Linked DNA regions of Anas platyrhynchos: region 2 is linked to region 1. Evidence: chromatin contacts called from public Hi-C data. All regions are on one chromosome and are shown on one strand. Each heading gives the region's core, a stretch centred on a gene start, on an enhancer-like site or on the middle of the called end of the contact. The rest is flanking DNA. Distances are from core to core; before and after follow the strand shown.

Region 1 (5,503 bases), core at 1,086-3,585:
CTTTGTCTGCTTGGTGGTTTCCTTGGCTGTTTCGGGGAGGGTTTTCGAACAGGAAGGCTGGTGGAAAAGCACCACAAACTCCTGCCTGCCCGGCTCTCCCTCCTGTCTGTGGGCAACGTGGGGAGCGGGGACCCTGCTTTTGTCCCGCAGAGAGCTGGTTCCCGGGCCAAAACACTGCCAGCAAATGGCTTACAGTCCCCAGGGCCCCCAGCCTGGCCTGATCCCACCTCGGTGCCCAAACATTCACCTGCTGGCAACTGGGGGCTCTCTGCTTTCCATCGGGTTTAAATCTTCATAAAAAAAATAAGCTCCCCCCCGCCTCACCCCCTCTCTCCACACCCCATCGTTTCCCCGGCACTGCCGAGTCCCCTTTTCCTGCCGCATTTTGCAATCTTTTTGCAGGGTTTTGCAAGCTCTGCCCTTTTCACCCGGCAGCTGTCCGTCCTGCCACGACCTCCCCGAGCTCCTGTTTAACAAGCGCTGCCCCAGCCTCCCGCACCAGCTGCAGGGCAGCACGGTGACCGGTCCACCCAGCGGTGTACAAAGCTTTTTTTTTTTCTTAAAATCTGTATTTTGGGTCACCCCGAATGGAGCATATTAGCACCTTGGCGCATGCCTGGGCACAATAAAGACCTGCTCGTGGCTTTGCTTCAGGAGAAGCCACAACCACGCCTTTAAGAACAGAGACTCCTGGACGCCCCTCACTTCACCCTTTTTTTTTTTTTTTCTTTTTTTTTAAGCAAACAGCTTAAAGCTCAGCACCAGTCACCAGCTGCTACACACCCCCAGCCGCTGCGGCATTACTGAAGGCTGCCTGCCCTTGTGCTCTGCACTCATCTGCTCCCTAAAACACCAGCCCGCGGGGTTTGGATTTGTCCCCTCGGCCGGGGTTTGTCCCCATGGCTGGGGTTTGTCCCCTCGTCCAGGTTTTGTCCCCTCGGCCATCTCCCCCATTTTACGCTACTCCAGCCCCCCAGTGAGGGATGAAGGCAGCCGAGAGCCGCCCTCCTTGCCGGCTGACCTTGCATTAAAAGCTCCAGGCGCGCGTTCGCCCTCTCTCAAATGCACTTTAACAGGGTCCTGCCCTGTTCACCCCTTGGCCTCCGTGCCCCGCAAGGACGGAGGGGCGCTGGGGCGGCCACCCCGGCTCCATGGGCTCTCGGCCGCCCGCGGCATCTTGTCCCGCTCAGAGCATCTCCAGCCTGGCCAGGGGGGCTCAGGGCATCTCCAGCCCGGCCAGGGGGCTCAGGGCATCTCCAGCTCGGAGCCCAGCAGCCACCCTGTGCTCCACGCCGCCCTCCGGCCGGGGAAAGGGTGGTGGGCAAGGGGGAAGAGCGGGAGAAGGAGATCCTGGCTCTCGCCCGCAGTCAGGATCAGGGCTTGGCTAGCAGGAGCGGTATTGTTATCACCGCTATTGTCGTCGTTTCGTTTGGAAAGGGACAAAAAAAAAATAAAAAGAAGGAAAAAAAAAAAAAAGGAAAACACAAAAAACAGGATCGCTTTGGTTCTCTCTCCCCCTCGGTTCCTTTGTCTGCATTCCCACCCGTCCACGCGTCTGCGGGCTTCTACCGCTTCTTCTTCTGCTTGAGGGACTTCCTCCGCTTCAGGATCATCTCGTAGAGCTTGTCCATGCCCTCCGTCAGCCCCTCGCCGATGATGGCGCAGGCGGGCTGGATGTGGTAGGTGGTGGAGGGGGTGAGCTCGTGCAGGGCCAGCTGCTTCTCGATCTCGGCCACCGGCAGGGACTTGGGCAGGTCCTGCTTGTTGGCGATGACCAGCAGCGGCGTGCCCTGGTTCTCGGCGAACTTGGTCACCTTGTGCAGCTCCGTCTTGGCCTCCTCCAGCCGGTCCACGTCCACCGAGTCCACCACGTAGATGATGCCGTCGGTGCAGCGGCTGTAGGACTTCCAGAGCGGGCGCAGCTTCTCCTGGCCGCCCACGTCCCAGAAGTGGCAGCTGATGCCCTTGGCCGTGCCGTTGCTCAGCCGGATCTTCTCGGTGTTGAAGCCGATGGTGGGCACGGTGTTGACGAACTCGTTGAACTTCAGCCGGTACAGCACCGTCGTCTTCCCCGCCGAGTCCAGCCCCAGCATGACGATGTGCAGGGACTGGAAGGCGGAGATGTTGGACGAGATGTTCCCCATGGCCGCCTGCGGGGCGCCCCTTGCCGCCCGCCCCCCCCTCCTCCTCCCCTCACAACCCGGCGCCCATGGCCGCGGCCCGGCCCGGCCCGGCTCGGCTCGGCCCAGCCCGGCTCGGCTCGGCCCTGCTGGGCTCTCCTGGGCTCGGCAGGGCTCGGCTCGGCCGCTGGCGGCTCCACGCCGAGCCGGGGCTCGGGGACTGCCGGCCGCCGCCTGCCGCCCCGCCCGGGAGGAGGGGCCGCGCCGCCGCTTCCCTCACGGCCTCCTGCCCTCCTTCCCTGCCTCCTTCCCTCATTCCCTGCCTCTTCGCTGTTCCTCCCAGCCTTGTGGCCGAGCCGAATTGCTCGGGAGGTGACAGCGGGCTCTGTTTTCTTGGTGGAAATGCCCACGAGCAAGGCTCCTTGGCACCTTGTCACCTCCTGGCACCATGTCACCTCCTGGCACCGTGTCACCTCCACGCGTGGCGTGTGGCGTCACGCAGGTGCAGGGCTGGCTGGAGGGTCAAACACCCACCCAGCACACCCTTTGCCCTCCATGGGATAATCGCAGCCTTGCTTTGCCCCAGGTGCTGTGCCAGCTCCAGGGGGAGGAGGTGGCGAGGGCTCCCTCCGAGCTCGGTGGCACTGCACAAAGCCAAACCCGCAGGGTGACGATGCCCAAACCACCACCTCCTGCTCAGCACAAGAGCAGGGCAGGATCAGGGGTGTGCCACGAGCTCTGGGAATAGCTGGATCTTACCGAGGGCTTACAGCAGGCTTAACCTCCTATGTGGATGAAGGACAGCACTGCCAGCCCCGGGACACCCTTTGGGAAGCCCTCTCCCCTCCATCACCTCAACTGCAGGAGCCAAAGCTCCCCTCCCTTGCTCCTCTTTCATTCCCACTGCTGGAGACAGATCTGAGGCTCAGGTTGAAAGGCTTCCCTGTCGAAACAGGCCACCAAAATTTCTTTCTCCCAACAGCTGAAGTCGAAGGGCGAGCTGCCCCTCTCTTTTTTTTTTTTTTCACCCCGGCATTGATTGTGGGTTATAAATAAAGGCGAGATGGGATAGACAGGCTGATCAAACCTGGGGGATGTTCGAAAAAATGGCCTTATATCAGATGATGCCAAGGGGACGGAGATAAACAGGAGCGTTGCAGTGGTGAATTATGCTGCAGCTAATGCCAGCTATCCATAAATAAGCTGTTAAGACCTCCGCTGAATATTAAGCGCAGAAATACCAGCGTTAATCGCAGCTGAGAGGAGTGTGCCCAGTCCATTCAGTGGCAAATTTAGGGAGCCGAAACCCATCTTTGCCATACATCCCCCTCCCTCCTCTACTTTCTGCCCCTCACCCTGAGGTTATGCAGCCAAGGTTAAAGCCAGCATTAGCATCTAAATGTGTGTCTGGGAGCATCTGACAAAGGCAAAAATGCTGGTCCCCAACATTTCGCTCCAGCAGCAAGAAGGCTGTTGCTGCCATAGTAACTGCTTTCAGACATGGCAATTATTTCTTCCCAGCCCCACCAACCCATCTCCCCTCCCCCAGCTAATCTTGTGCTTCGATGTATATTTTTTTTTTTCCTTTTTCTTTCCTTTTTTTTTTATTTCGGTGGCACACAAAGGGATGGAGACCGCACACATCCACCAGCAGCGTGCCTGTGGACAACGTGGGGATGCTTCCTGCACAGGCACAGAGCATCCCTGATGGTGATTGCTGATCTACAACCAATTAGCCCTGTATCACCTGGGCAAAACGAAGCCCTGGAGCAGCAGATTTTGTCAGCAGGCTCTGGCAAATGCAGTGACCTGGGGGGGGAAATTGGTTTGCAGAGGGTGTCGCAACTCCTAGAGCATGCAGGCGCCTCTCACACATTTCTTCTCTCTGGCATCACTTGTCTTAGTCTGCTTCCTTTTGTTTCTGCCTTAAAAGCAGAGACGCCAGCCCAAACAAAGTTAGCAGGCAAGGCCTGTAATTAGGACTGCCCCCGTTCTCGGGGATTCTCTGAGGCTAATTAATAGCATCCCTGTGACTAACGCCTGGGCTGTGGGAACAGCTCGAAGGCTGTGCTAAGAGACAGACCTCAGATGGCTTGTGGAGGGACAAGACATGGGGCTGGCACCTCCAGCTGGTTTGGGGGACCCCCCGGCTTTCTGCCAGTGATTCTGGGGTGAGCTCTGCCAGGCCTGTGACTCTCCTGGATGAGGAATATGCTGTAGGGAATCTCGCTCTGACAGTCCTTTGGGAGGCTTTTGGGGGATGGCACACTTGGACCTGTTGTGCTCAGCAACCTTTTCTTGCTCCCTTCTTCCTGCTTTCCCTCCCTTCCACCTCCCCTTTCTTCCTGAGGACCTTCCCAGGCTCGGCCACAGCCCTCCCTGGCTAGTGAAGCCAGGTAATGAAGGTTCATTAGGGGCTGAGCATGTGTTCAACCCTCTGCAGACTCCTAGGGCCAAGGAGGTTTCGTGGCTCAGAGGAGAAAGATCCTGAGAGGTGCCCAGGAGCTTCTTAGGGGTGGGCGGAGGGCTGGAGGGAAGAATGGATAAAAGCAGCATGATAGTGGGGAAATGACTGAATCCACAAGTGCTCCTAATTCAGCAGTGATGAATAATCCGTTCATCTGCAGCTCAGCAGCTGAGCTCCATTTCCTGACCTCAGATGCCTCTCCTCAGGCCAAGCAGAGCCCTTCAAGAACCAGCTTAAAGCCGGTTTTGCAGCCTGATCTCCAGGAAATGCTAAAACAGCCACAAATGAGGGGAAAAAAATAATTCAAAGGAGTTTGAAAACATGAAAACAGCCCAGTGCTGCCACTCTGTAAGCAACAAGGAGTGGAGGCCCTTGGAGGAACACAAGAACAGGGTAGGTGCGTTTCATAATCTTTTTTGTTTTGTTTTGTTTTGTTTTGCTCCATGAATTCCTACCACCCATCTCTGAAGCTTAACAAGTGTAGCCTTTTCTGCATCTTGTGGCAGAATACCAGCACGTACCTATGTGCTGGACAAAGAGGGACCTCCTCTGTGTGAACCTGCCCAGAAATTGCCTCTGCAAACTCACACCAAGCGCAGGCTTGCAGGTTAAAGCACGTGCAGTTGAGCATGAGGGCTTTTTGACAGGTTATGCTGGGATTTGCACCGAAAACGACTCTCTTTTTGCACTACGCTTGCATCAAAGCCCTGACTGTGCCTGTCACTCCCCCCCCAACCCTGCAATTCTGCAGGAGGAACAAAACCTTTGCCTGACTTGAGCAGGCACAGACAAAAGAGGAGCGCTCTGTGCCTTTGTTCCTGCTATTTGCTGAGATGACAGACGTCATTTTTGCACGGCGAGTGCTGGGTCCTACTGCCGCGAGTGAGTGCAGCGGGAGGAGAAGCGAGGCCAGAGT
Region 2 (5,503 bases), core at 1,635-4,134, 62 kb before region 1:
GGAGGCTCGGGGTGTGCAAGAAGCTGGGAGGGGATCACCGGAGCTGTGGCTCCTGCACAGGTTTTGGTTTTCCCAAAAGCAAACCAAGTTTTGGTTTGAGCATTTTCTGTGTCTGGGAGGCTGGAAGGAGCTGTTATGGACTGTGCTGGTTCTTCTCTTGCCCTATTTTCTGAAGAAAGTCAATGTCCAGGAGCTTCCCCTCCCTTGTGCTGTCATTTTAAGGACGGAAACAGTGTTCTGAGGCTGTTTAAGACTCTTGGCCTCAATGCCCTCTGAAAACATCACTGTCATTCCCCAGCATGTGCAAGTGGTGATTTGGGCACAAGGCCCTTATGCTGCTCTGCCACGTGGCAGCACCCATCTGACTTGAGCTCTGTTTTAAGCATGGGGCTGTACTTCTGCCTTGCCTGTGCTGTAGAAGACGACAGACTTTGGAGCTGTGCAAATGTGCTTAAGCAGCTATCTTTGCCTTCCCTTTGCCTTCCCTTGGTTTTGAACTCCACCCCCAGCTTACTTTCTGTACAGAAGGAGTGCAGCTTCAATGAGTGGGATTACTCTAAGTCTTGTTAATTTAGGTACAATTATAGTCAGTGATACTCCTCCTTTCATCGGTTTTACTGTATATTTTCTCACAAAGCACCGCGGGCTACACACATTAAGCAGCACTCTCAAAAATAAAGCATCTGAAGGTAGAGAAAGACATGCATGTCTTACACGTCTTAATTGAGCATCCCTCCTAGAAGGAGGTGACATAGCAGTTTGCGCCGGTCGTGCTCCCATGCTGGCAGCAAGCAGAGGTCTGGTCTCATGTGGTGGACCTCAGCATCCCTTGGCCAAGCCTAAATCCCTCTTCAGTCCTGCTGTGAAAGCAGAGATGAACAGCAAGGACCCCTGCAGGGTCATGCCGCTGCCTACCCCCGTGTTTCTGCCCGGCGTGAAGCGCTGGGGGACCTCTATTGTATTTCTGCTCCAGTAGGTTCAAACAAAAGGAGCTTTGTGTTTGTGTCTCGTGTCTTAATTTTAATGAAATCATGGTTTTGCCTGTGCTGCAGTCAGGAGACTGGCAAAGAGCAAGCACAATAAGAGCAAATGGGCCAGGTCCTCCCTCATGAATCGCATTTAAGGGCAATAAATAAACAGAGGCTGTTAAATGCTTAACGTGCCGGAGAGCATCTTGGCAGCTTGGCTCCGGAGGAGGCCTTCCCTCCTGCAGGTCTGGGGAGTCAGCTGAGGGGACGGGAGAGTTTCACTGCAGTGTGCACAAGCCTGAAATGCTAACAGCAATGTCACTGCTGTGCTTAAATGCGGCTCTTGCTAATGAGATGGAGCCACGTTTCCTCCAGCCAGGTCTTTTTTGTGCCACAATGCCTTTTTAGATTAATGACAGGGTAGCTCTGAGGGGACTCATGTCCTCACTGAGACAATTCATGGTCTGGTCAAGCCTGTGCCCATGTAAATTGGCACTGGGGCGTCAAGAGTTTGATCTCCCGTTGGTGCCTCAGTAGGGTTCACTTGTTTGTTATGCAGTATTTACTAGGTAAAACTTCTCAGATAAGGTGAAATGTAAGATGCAACGAGATGTGATGCTGTAGCAGAGCAGACCACTTAAATTTTTACATTTTTTTTGCTGTGAAGAAGTGCTGCTCGCTGTTGTATCCCATATCCACGAGCTCTGGCATGAATGAGAGGGACAGTGGAATTGAGCCAACAGAGAGGGAAAAGAAAGGGGAGGGGAAGAGTGCACGTCAAGTAAAATTAGAAAATATGAACCTCATCTGTTATCCACAGAAAGGGGGAGAGATTTCTATGGGCCTCAGCAGGATCAGTAATGGGCAAGCAACCCTGGGAAAAGTCCTGCAGCTGAAATACTTTGAGGCTGGAGGCATGGCCTGGCTGGGAGCTTTTTGTCAATACTCGCAGGAACTGGGTGTGTTGAGAAAACTAAAATTCTTCTGAGAACAGCTGAGAAGGGTGCTGCAAAGCACAGCTGTTCAGCAGCATTTGGGGATCTACACGTAGCTTTGGCCCCTGAGTGACATATCTTCTGTGTTTGTTCTGCTGAAGGCTGTAAAACTTTCTGTGCAGCTCTTTTATTTTTGCTAAGGCGTGTACAGATGTAGCACGGATTCTCCTGAGCATGTCTGGTTGGTTACAGTAGGTGTGAATTGCAGGTGGTCCAAGGAGAGATCAGACCCAGACACTTCTTTTTCTTCTTGGAGCAGCAAGTAAGCCACTGTCCTCACAGGCTTTGAGGCAACATCTCAGGGACCCATCAAAGCCAAAAACACTTGTACTGGAGAAAAGACTGGGCCATGATTGGCGTTGGCTTTTTAAATAAAACCACTTCAAATGTGTCCGTGGCTGTTTTATTTTTGGTGCTAAGAAGAAGAAAGGCAGATTAGCATCTCCTTGCCAGTTGGAAATTACGGACTTTGTGCAGGGGACCAGACTGCCAGACCACCACGCTCTATTTATTGCCCATAGCAATTTCCTCGGTTTTTAAGGATCAGGATGGGTAGGCTGAACATTGTAATTACTCTGTAGTTTACCAAGGCGCTTTCTCCACCCCACTGAAAACAGTTATGATACGTGTGCTGTACCCCAAGCTTCTTACAAAAGAAAGCCAGGCCAAATAATGCTTTTAGAGGTGATGGTGCATCCACCGTGCTTCTACTTGGAGGTCTGCCTTGAGCTCTGGGCTTCAAAGAGAGTCAGACTGCAGTTGAAGTCGGATGTAGCTGTATATCTTTTTTTTCTGCCTTCTGTTCCCAGGGCTGTTAGGCAGCTCCTGTTCCTGCGTGAAGTGAGTAGGGAGTAGTCAGGCTGCAAACATTCTGGTGCAGTTGGAGCCGCAGATTGTGCTTCGCTGAAGCTCTGCGGAGACAAACTTCAGAAAGTTTCAAGGTTAGAGCAGGATTTGAAAAGGGTACATGACGTGTTATAGAGTGTATGCCTGAGCTCTGCTAATAAATAGTAGATAAAAGGAGAGTCTCTTATCAAGGGTCAGAGCACTGCTTCTGAAATACAGCCGCAGATGCATCTCAATATCAGTAGCCTGTTCCAAGCTGCAACCAAACATGCTGAACACGTTCCCTTCATAAAAATGAATTTCTTTCATAAAAGGAGTTATGTAGTGAGGACTGAGGGGCCAATCCTGCCCCAAGGTACCTGAAGCTTGTCTCCCAAAGATGCTGTTTCATTCCTCCTCCCACCCCGTCATCCTGCACACTTCCCCAGCAGTCTCTTATTCATTTATTATCCCAGGCTCCCTGAAGGCTGAGGGTGTGTTTCCCTTTATATGTGCCAGAGAAACTGAATGCTCAGTGCTCACCAGCAGTCTGCAAAAGAACTGCAGCCTCTGACCTGTATCCCCACCACCATATTGTCAGCTCTGCTGGAGCTGCTGTAGGGGAACAAGTTTATTTGAGTCTTGCAAAATGCTTTGGAAATCTATTATTATTTTTTTTATTATTTATTTTTGTTGTGGTATGGCTTTCTGCTGACTTGCAGAAGCCCCTCTGGGCTCCCTGGTGGCAGTAAGATTCTGCAGCCTGTCCCAGGGGCACAGCACTTATGCAGGTGCACAGGCTCCTTGGGGAGGTAGAGTTAAAATTAGAGGAATCTCAGGGCTAGCTGGTGCTTGGCAGGTGCCTCTGGGGTTAAAGCACGGAGAGAACACAGGTGGCCTGCTGCCACCCTCACTTGCAGCCCCGTTTTGGTGTTGGAAATGCATTGTTTGGCATGAGTTTGTTCACTTCTGCTTATCTACGTCTACAGTTCTTGTGTGTCTGAAATCAAGAGAGGTCAGCCTTGGGGATGAAGGCACCTTTCTGCTTATGACAGTGAGAGCTGGGCCCAGCTCTCATCCCTGCCTGCAGGCCTCGTGGTGCTGATAACTTCCCGATGCTGGCTGCAGAACGTGCAGGAGACATCTGCTACACTTCCTTGGACGGGTGCATCAAAGCACGGGCTGTGTTGGGGCTGTGCACATGGGATAGATTAGTGGTGAGCGTGTGCATGCAATTAGATGCCCAGCAGATCCTACAGCGAAGCGTTCAGCTTTCTCCCTGCCACGTGGGGACGGTTCCCTCTGCTGTGGTGCTGCTCTGCATGCAGACGACACAGATGTGGTGGGGAAAGCTGATTTGTGTAGGGTGCCTTTCCTTCGCTGCCACAGAGCAGCAGCTTCTGAGGCATATTTTGTGGGGGGGATTCAAGCCGTCAGGGAGAGAACAAAGTTAACCCAAAGTGGGGCTCGAGGGGGAGAGGGGACCACATCTCATTAAAAGCCAGCTGGAAAAATCTGTCCAAGATGAGATGCATATTTTGCAGATCAGCTTATTGTCATTAAACCTGCTTGAAGCCAAAGTGCAGGCAAACAAGTCTCTGAGCCGCAGGGGGGAGAAACATATATATATATTATATAAAATTACATATTATTTACTATAATTTATATAAATATATAAAATACCCAGAGCTGGGGTCCACCTGTGCGTGAACACACCCAGCAACAGGCAGAGCTACTCGGAGGTTTTATCAACTCTGCCTTCCCTGGCACTTGGTCCTCGCTGGAAAACTATTTATGACAGTAGACAGGGCAGGAGGCAGCGTGATGCCTGATTTAACAGCTTCTCTAAAAGGCTTCCAGGGAAGGGGTGAGACACGTGCTCCTCGTGCACAAGGGAGGGCAGGCAGCGTGTTTCTGTCCCACCACGTCACATTCGTGCAGAGCCGTGGTGGGAGCCAGCAGACAGAGCTTCAGAGAGCAGCACGAATGCAAAGGCAGCAGATCAAGCAGAGCAGGCTTCAAACAGCGAGGGTTTTTGTTTGTTTGTGTCAAAACCCTCTCTCCTGTCTCCACGCTGGGGATGTAAGTATGCAGCAGTGTGGGAGATCTAACAGAGCTCTTCAGTGACGCTTGCCGGCCAGGAAATCTTGAGGAGTGGTTCCCTCTGCCTTTCTGGAGTCCTCTTTGGTGACAGCCTCTCACCTTTTATCACAGCCCATATCCTCCTCCCCTTCTTATTATCCCTTGTTGCACTGAAAAATGTCCTCGACCAGAAACCCTCAAAGGAGCAGGCGCTCTCCTTCCACACACCATTACATTGGCAAAAAGTGTATTTCTGTTATTCATTTATTGAAAATGTGGAGTCATGGACAGGGACAAGGGTTGTGCTTATATACAGACAGTGCTTTCACGGAGACCTAGAGTCATCTGCTCTGCAGACCGGACTCAAAGGGTCCTCCTGCATTCCTCCCATTCTTGGCTGAGGCCGCTACGATAGCTGAGAAGAGCCCCTCCAGAGCCCCTGACACAAGAGAAAGGTGCCCTAATGAGCCTCTGCCTGGGGAGCTGATGACTGTCTCCCTGTTCTATAAACCCGTGCTTTAACAGTGCCACTTCATCTTCTAGCTGTGCAGAGAATGGGAAACTACATTAAAGGTAAAGAGGAATGACATTTGTACTAAGAGTCAAAAAGAAAATATCTCATTCACTAAAGCC

The links. A called contact is a pair of places that touch in the nucleus more often than the background predicts.
Region 2: a contact with region 1 is called in a Hi-C map of F5 follicle, with 2.4 times the contacts expected there. The contact joins the enhancer-like site here to the promoter of ARL4C in region 1. A contact is called at or near these places in 5 of 8 Hi-C or Micro-C datasets (F5 follicle, liver, skeletal muscle and 2 more).

What each region holds. Positions count from the first base shown.
Region 1 is chr7:29,886,557-29,892,059 of IASCAAS_PekinDuck_T2T, reverse strand. It overlaps ARL4C (ARF like GTPase 4C), which reads right to left and starts at 2,335. Exons shown (of 1, transcript XM_027461104.3): 1 at 1-2,335. The coding sequence starts at 2,144. The coding sequence ends at 1,566. SH3BP4 (SH3 domain binding protein 4) reads left to right here and starts at 4,753. Exons shown (of 6, transcript XM_072041183.1): 1 at 4,753-4,980.
Region 2 is chr7:29,949,317-29,954,819 of IASCAAS_PekinDuck_T2T, reverse strand. No RefSeq gene overlaps it. Among named protein-coding and RNA genes, the nearest start is that of SPP2, 62 kb to the left of the region's middle. Within about 2 kb of position 2,884, at least 5 of the 8 cell types and tissues checked have an H3K27ac peak or open chromatin away from gene starts, as enhancers often do. A contact at or near this core is called in F5 follicle and small yellow follicle, where this site is marked.